2 separate regions of the Mus musculus genome follow, and region 2 is linked to region 1. Evidence: chromatin contacts called from public ChIA-PET data. All regions are on one chromosome and are shown on one strand. The core of a region is the stretch at or near the end of the contact, and the rest is flanking DNA. Distances in the headings are between cores, read along the strand shown. Region 1 overlaps Tmem154 (transmembrane protein 154). Region 2 has its middle 4.4 kb from the start of Gm31096.

Region 1 (4,014 bases), core at 1,241-3,740:
AGCCTGTGGGAAGGCAGCACATTGAGGCAGGGCGTGTGTGACAGGGGAAACGCTTGGGAAATGGCAGGAATAGAAAAGAGGCAAAGAAAAGACTGCCTTCCCACAATCCTCTTTAATGACACCCTCCCTGTGACCTGAGGGCCTTCCACCAGTACCAGTAGTGCCTCAGACTGGGAGCCTTAGGAGGACATCCCACCCCAAAACTCTAGTCACTTTGGTTGGAAATAAGCTATTCAAAAGAGAAACAGAAATACAATAAACCAGGAAAATACCAAATATTGTGATGGTAATCATCTTTATTGATCACCTCCTATTTCAAAGTACAGTCTTATTTCACTAATGTTCAGGAGTTGTTTTTTTTCTTTCTTTTCTGAGTTAGAGTCTCACTCTGTAACCCAGGATAGCCTAGAGCTTATTTCATAGACTGGATTGGTGTCCAGTTTGTACTGCTCTTCTTGCTTCCTGAGTGCTAGGATTGCTGACATTTGCTCCCTTGTCCAGGTAAGAATTTTGTATTCTGTCCTATGTAGTATGAGTATATTTTAAAACTGGACACGTGATACAGGCTAGAATGGCATTATTCCACCTCTGTGTAGCCCTGGATGTCCTAGAACACACTCTGTAGACCAGGCAGGCATCAAACTCAGAGATCCTTGTTCCTCCTGTCTCCCAAGTGCTGGGATTAAAGGTCTGTGCCACCACTGCTCAGCAAGAATAGTAATAAGTTTGTGCTGCTTTTTGGTCAGGTGAGCCAGGGAAAGGACCAGGGGCATTTTTGGACACTGCCCGAAGGCCATGGGCAAAGCTGTCCCAATGTTCCATCCTTCTACTTGGCAAGAGTGTTCTCATGTGTCACACACAGTCATCCTCCACACCCAGGCTGGTACCCAGTATGTCTGCCACGGTCATTTGTTCCAGTTTTGTTCCTGGCCACCCTATAATCAGGTACCACAAATGCAAAACAATTAATTTTGAAAAAGTGATCACTAGAAAAAATAACTGATTAATGGTGTATGTACCTATTCAGATTGCTCCCAAGGTTCCTTTTGGCATGTGGCTCCCAATCACACTTAAATTAATAAGTCTGTCATTGTGAGTCACAGCAAATTAAGACACTGTCCACTCACTCATGGTTTAATTCAGTAATTCTTAGGCCAGCAAGCTTATTTACCAGAGTCATCTAGGAAGACTTTAAGGAAATATTATTAGGACTAGGGCTATCACTCACCAGAGGACTCTGTGTGTGTGTGTGTGTGTGTGTGTGTGTGTGTGTGTGTGTGTAGCATGAGGAAGGTCCTAGGACTGCTTCTAGACATACATCCTGTTACCCAGGATACATCCCTACACAGCATCAAGTAACTGGTGAAACTGCGGGAAAATAGCTGTTGGGACAACTGATCATTATTAATCACAAAATGAAATTATTTAGGCAACAACTCTCAGACCAGTGAACTGTCTTGAGCTTTAACTCAAACCCACTATGTCAGGACTCTGGGAGAAGAACCTGGCAGTCTATGCTTTATGAAGCTTCCTGGATAGTTCCAAAGACTGGAGGCTTAAACCACCATGCCATGCCATCAGCAGACCTTTTCGGGGAGACTCAGGTTCCCATCTCTCAGACTTATTCAGGAAGGGGAGTGCTCCTGTCATGATATATCTGCCCAGCATCATCCAGAAACTCAGCTTTCAATGATAACCTTAAGCATCAAGTTCAGCTGAGAGAGTTGGGTCCTAGGTTTCCAGGGCCTTGAGTTTGAGTCTTGTCAAGTTTACAGAACGAACAGCAGAACAAGAGTGAGTTGAGTTGTTAGCCCAAGGAAGGGCTAGAAGCAGAGAGTTTAGAGGTTGGTCTCAACCTTGACTGCACCCTGCATTCCCCTGCAGGTAATTCTCCCAGCCTTCATCCCAGCCTCTGATATAGATACCATGTGAGTGAGACCTGAGTATCAGGCATGCAAGGTGCTCAGGCAGTGGGAATGTGCAGCTAAGGCAAAGATGACCTTGGCTTCTGAACTTTATTGTTTGAGACAGGAGCTCGCGTAGTAGTCAAGGATGACTTCGAACTTGTGATCTTCTTGCCTCTACCTCCAAAGAGCTTGGACTGCAGGCATGCTTAGTTTTCCCCAGAGCTGAAGTTACACCCAGGGCTTCACGCCGGACAAGCCTTTATCACCTGAGCTATATCCCTATACCCACTTGGTTTCCTATTTATTTATTTAGCTATTATTTTAATCTTTTTCTAACAGACTTTGGGCTCCTCACTCTTTGCTCCATGCAGATGTCAGGGGTGATACTTAGGTAGAACTCTTGGGTTTAGTTTCTTGAGTATCCTCAAAGTCACACATGTGGTCGGTTAGTCCACAGAACAGGAGAGAGAGCACAGGACACCAGGTGTGCCTTGTTCCATTTCACTGTCTGAGTTATAAGTACCTAAGTCATTGGGGCACACACTCGGCAAAATCAACAAAGGCAAGAACAGGCCCAGCACAGGGCACGATATCCTGAATTAGGAAGCCCTCTTCTATTGTTGCTTTAGTTTGTGGGTCCTTAGCAGGGAAGTGGGGGTACTCCCCATTTCAAAACCAAGAAGGGTCAGGGTGTACTGAGTGGTAGAGCACATGCTTAGCAAGCAAAAGGTCCCCAGCACCATCCAACCACATGCTCTTTATCCTCACTCTAGCACTAGCTTAACAGCACAGCAGCAACCACAAAACCTAGAGATCTCGATTACACATTTGTTCCACTTTCAAAAAAAAAAAAAGAGAGAAGTTAGCTGGCTTGCTTCACCAAGAAGCAAACTCATTTCCACTCAGTGGCTGTCCTCAGGACGATGACACAGGCATGCGTGAGGCTCAGATACTGGAGCTATCAGACCTCATCTCATTTCTTCCCCGACTCACAAAGATTTTCTCCGGGGTCCTCACCAGATGTGCACCCTGTGAGTCCCAGATGTGTTTGCATAAATACCGTCAACAAGCATTTGTAAGTGAGCCTTCTTTAGTATCTGCTGACTCAGGGCCGAACAGTCAGATGATGAGATGTAGCCTACCTTCAAGTTTCTGACAGTGACATTGTGATGTTAAAAGGTGACATTGAGTCATTCTTTAAGGACCAGAAGGAGAAATGATGAAATGAAGGAGCTCTGGGAAGTTTGGGATGGGGTCACTTGATATAACCATGACCAGGCCAGCCATCAGAACACTCCTGTTGGAGCCCTGCTGACCGGTGGCAGGCAAGGCCTACCTGCATTTCACACACTGCCTTCAGGGTTTCTTCTGCCTTTTGCTTGCTGACACCTCTTCTTTCCACACCCACTGTATCCTCACCCCACCCTCAGCTCTGCCAATTTTATCCCCATCCCCACCACTCATGTCCTGAATAATATCCAAATTGTTAGCCCCGAAATATGAGAATAAATGAGGAAGTTATAGCAGGTGGGCGGAACTCCCGAGGGACAACCAAGAAGCACACCAGGAAAGAAGATAGGTAGACGAACAAAGTTGACATCAGGTATGCCGCCCTGGTGTCTGTGCCCCAGGCTGAGAAGGCACGGCACTTACCCACTCACCTGCCTTCCGGAGCACTTTTAGGGAACAAGTTCTAAAATGGGAAGGGCTCTTCCAGGGTTCCTTCGTTATGAACATGGAGTCGGGGAAGGAGTGGATATGTAGGGTGTCTGAGGCAAAAGAAGAAAACCTGAAAGCCCCGTGGAGCTTACTTAACCTAGGTAGCGCTCATTTTCTGGAGATCTGTTTTATGGCCAGGGTGCTAGGTGCTAGACTCTAGTGCTGTGTGACATGGCACCAGTTATTGCCGTTCTTCACAAAGCAAAGGCAAGTGCTAGAGCCCATGGGGTTGCCTGAGGCTGAGCGGCGGTTTAGGGGCTCCCCGACTTCCATTGGGTTAAAAGCTGCTTTAACTCAGTGGCGGGGTGTGTGTGGGAGCTTTGGGGGAAAGTCCCTGAGCTGCCTTCTGCTAGCTCCATCCACCACCACTTTAGCACCTCTGGTTCTT
Region 2 (4,088 bases), core at 1,579-4,078, 450 kb after region 1:
CTGCGTGGATGAGTCAATTGAACTGTGTAAGCATTCTTACAGGAAGAGAAGACTGGACAGAGAATAGGAGGAAAGGGTGGCAGGGGATAGAGGGAGGACTGGACACACCTAGGATCAGGGAGAAGCACTGGCCTGAGGCCAGTGCACCCATAAGTGATACGAATGGTCTCCTGTGCATTCCGATGACCCGCACGTCTAATAAAGCCTGGCTGGGAGGACAGCTGGCCTACCGAGCCATTAAAACCAGGGCCGTAAAAAAACAGAGATGGGGAAGGGCAGGAAGGAATCCTTGTTCATAAACACAAGAATTCCACATGTAAGCAAAATAGATTTGATTGCAAAATGACTACCATAAAACTGTAATTTTGTATGCATTTTAAAACCAACCTTTTACAGATTACAACGGTAATACATATTCATTACAGAGAGTTTGAGATAGGCAGAAAAGCAGACAAAACACGAAAAGCACCCGAGTCTCACCACCAGAATAACCACACTGATGTGGCTCTGCCTCTCTTTTCTTCTGCCTCTGCACGTGCACATTATGGAATGGGAAATTGTACATCATTTTTCCTCCCTTGTCAGGGGCAACCCAGTCTAAGCCCCAAGGCCTGCAGTCCCTGTCAGATTGCTATGAGAGGCCAGGTAGAGGAGCTGTATTTTGTCCACTGCCTTTAACGCCTGGCAACAGGCATCTTCCTGCCAGGGTTATTCGAGACCTGACTCTAAACCAGGGGCTATTGGCTACCGTCATTCTCAGAACTATTTCTTGGCATCTTCTGTGGTCCCAGATGACATTGCTCCTACAATGGAGCCCTCCTGGGACTCTGCTTGCTGTGGTCGGTGTTTGGTGTTTCTCCGAGTCCTAGCCTTTTGGTCACTGGGCTCAATGGTTTTGGTGGGGCTTGTAAATTTTGGAAATTCCTCTAGATTTTGGAAATCCAGGGTCTGACTATGGAGAAGTATGTGAATGTGTGTGTGTGTGTGTGTGTGTGTGTGTGTGTGTGTGTGTGTGTGTGTACATAAGTGCACACATAGGCTCCGTTTTAGTGCTCAAGTCTTGGCTGGTTTCTGAAGTGGGTGCACATGGAAAGAATCTACCCTCACCTGCATAGACTACCGCAGAAGATCTGATAGGAGTGAGACTAGGATCCTAAGTCCAGGACAGGAGTTTACAGGGTGACGTGATTGTAAGAACAAGGGGGCATCTCAGGTGACACAGCTGGGTTGTAAAGTCTGGCCCAGGCTCCCCTGATCTCTCTTGGCTGAAGTCATCACCCATCTAGAGCCTGGGCAAGGACCAAGCCCGGAGTGGAAGCCACATACCGAGTCAGACTGTAGGACTGAGAGGACAGGATGGAGGACTTGGGGACAGAAGCCTGACATCCTTAGTAAGAAGAGGTTTGAGAAATTATCTTTTTTTTTTTTTCTGAGACCAGGGGTGTGGCTGGGTCGCTGCCTGCCTACTTTTCCCAAAGTTCTGAGTGCAATCCCCAGCTCCTCATAAGCTGACTATGGTGACACAAGCCTGCAATTCCAGCATCAGGGAGGTGGCCAAAGGATCACTGGGAGCTTGAGGCCATCCTTGGCTATATAGCAAGTTCAAGGGCAGCTTGGGCTACATGGATCCTGTCTCAAACAACTACAATGATCTATTTTCTCTTGCAAAGCAAGAATGGTATGTGTAAGTCTCTTGGCAGGCAATCAGGCAGTTCTGGGGATGCTCACCTACTTTCTCACCCCCCACCCTTTGCTTCCCTTCTCTGGAACTCAGCATGATAGGAAACTTCCGGCTAACGGAAGTTTCCTAGGCGCATCACCCAGGTGCTGCATGGTGGAGGCTCAAGGTAGCGGGGCCCATACTAATGCACAACTCTAGTCATGCAGGATTGTCCTTCCCTTCCTGTCCCCCACTTCCCTCCATCAGTCCTCAGGCAGCTTCCTGTCCAGGAAGGGAGCCTGAGAAGCAAGGCTGAGATAGGTTCCAGCCCAAGGCTATCATGTAAGGACCGGAACGGAGCCTTTCTTAGCAAATGCTTGCAGCAGTAGACTGGCAGGTGGAGGGTGGAAAGCAGAGGCTGCTGTGGGGTGAAGCCCGAGGAGAGACTTAGGCTGGCCCAGGAAGACAGAATGCACTCGTCCCTAGGGCCCTCTGCAGCCCTGCAGGATTAGACAGTTGCTAAAATCAGGAGTGATTCTGTCTCTGCAGTAATCAGTTCTTTTTCTACTAAGTCCTAATTATGAGATTTTAAGACTCTAGGAGACCTATGGGGTAGACTTCCTGTCCCTTTATCTTCTAGCAAAACAAACTGATAGCATTATTTAGATATTAGTGTATTTGTCTCAACCTTCTATTTGTGTTTCTAATTTTTCATTTATTTATTTATATATTTATTCACTTTACATCCTGATCGCAGCCCTCCTCCCTCCTCTTTCCCAGTCCCACCCTTCACCCTTCTATTTGTAAACCAAAAATTTTCAGCCAAGTCACAGCAAATTTTAACAGGTCCCTTTCTCTTGGAGATGTGTACCCAGAGATTACAGTCACAATGGGAAGTCAGGTCCATAGCATATGACAGCCACCCAGCTTTTCATCTTAAAGGGTGACATAATCGGCAGGTGTGGCATTCAGTCAAAACCCATTACTTTCAGTTAAGGGTTTCCTGGGCAGGTCACTTCCGGTTCTTTTGTAGCAACATTAAACAGAAAGCGGTTTTTTCCCCCCGCAGTGCGATTTTTCACCTCAGATTCATAAGCCCTTGTATGCACCATTCACTGCAGTAACACAGAGACAGACTTCAAACATAGCTGCACCCAAGAAGTTTCCACAAGATCAAGCCAGCCAATAACTGCATAGATAGAGATGTGGGTAGGGAGGGGCTCATGAGGCCCCGTCCTTAACCTAGAGGCTATGGGCCATTGTTGGCTGCTGGAGCGGGAGGAGTCTTCTTCATGATATGGCTGCTTGTAGGTTGCCTGCGCTTATGCAGGTAGTACTGTTGACCTCAGTGGGGAAAAAGGAGAGGAGGGGAAGGAGGAGGGGGAACAGCAGGGGGAAGAGGAAGAGGCAGGAGGAAGTGACAGTGATACAGGCAGGAAAGGTGGGAGAGGCATATGTGTCTGGAATCCAGAGGGAGTTGAGGATAGATATGATCAAGATACATTGTATACTTGTGCGAAGTTGTTAAGCAATACTTTAAAATATTAATTATACAAAAGAAAGAGATGTAACAAATTTTGGTGTGACTTCTGAGTAATGGCTGAAAGAGTCAGCCAGTTATTTCAGTTACCTTTCATGTCTGACTAAGAGAAACTAGAAATGCCCAGTGTCAAGGGCACTTCCTTTGGCCTACAAAAAACCCACAACCTGTGAGTGAGACAAGTCAGAAGCCATCACCCCTGCATAAAGAAAGACAGTTCTCACTAGGACAGAAAAGGGACATATGTATGAAGTGTCCGGTGGGTTGATTTTAGAGGAAGGCTTAGGCCTCCATCGGGAATGCAGAACACCTACTCTGGCTGATGAGGAAGGTCTTGGTGGATTAAGAGGGCTGGAGGCAGAGAGGCAGGTATGAGGCACACTAGCTAGATTTATAGGTTAAGTTATCGTAACAGACAGGGTCCTAAATGCAGTGGTTTGTATAACATGGATGTTCCTCGTTTGGTGTGCTTGCTTCTCTTCCAATTGTCAAAAATACAACTGTCAAAACTTAGTGAAGGAAATATCTAAGTTCTGTGCATTTGGCCGGAGGGGGGAGTGTTAATTACACCTTAAAACAGTCACCCTTTCCTTCCCACGAAATACTCCAAAGACGTGTGCGTAGGTGACAGTTCTGCTTTGTGACCTGTCAGTTCATCAACTCCATCTCTAGGAAAGAGAAGGAAGAAGATGCTGGATCCCAGGCTAAGAGATTTGTTGGAAGGTTAAAGCTAACTTGGATTTGACACCTCTCTTCCATTCAGATGCTACAGGCTGAATCACAAAGCTACAGAAACACCAAGAAATACAAGCTAGATACAAAAGGCATGTCACCAGCTGGAACTCTGTGGATGGAGTCCACTGTGGAAGCAATCAATGGAAGAAGGAT

Evidence for each region. ChIA-PET counts read pairs in DNA pulled down with a chosen protein or histone mark.
Region 2: a contact with region 1 is called in an RNA polymerase II ChIA-PET map of memory CD8 T cells, with 39 read pairs. The contact joins two enhancer-like sites. A contact is called at or near these places in 1 of 15 datasets of contacts at CTCF or cohesin (large pre-B cells), 2 of 484 Hi-C or Micro-C datasets (CD4 T cells and pancreatic cancer cells), 2 of 115 datasets of contacts at active chromatin or transcription factors (embryonic stem cells and memory CD8 T cells) and 1 of 9 other capture datasets (embryonic stem cells).

The regions. Positions count from the first base shown.
Region 1 is chr3:84,676,336-84,680,349 of GRCm38.p6, forward strand. All of the region lies in intron 1 of Tmem154 (transmembrane protein 154), which reads left to right. Among named protein-coding and RNA genes, the nearest start is that of Tmem154, 12 kb to the left of the region's middle. Within about 2 kb of position 2,491, at least 92 of the 459 cell types and tissues checked have an H3K27ac peak or open chromatin away from gene starts, as enhancers often do. A contact at or near this core is called in memory CD8 T cells, where this site is marked.
Region 2 is chr3:85,124,398-85,128,485 of GRCm38.p6, forward strand. No RefSeq gene overlaps it. Among named protein-coding and RNA genes, the nearest start is that of Gm31096, 4.4 kb to the left of the region's middle. Within about 2 kb of position 2,829, at least 47 of the 459 cell types and tissues checked have an H3K27ac peak or open chromatin away from gene starts, as enhancers often do. A contact at or near this core is called in memory CD8 T cells, where this site is marked.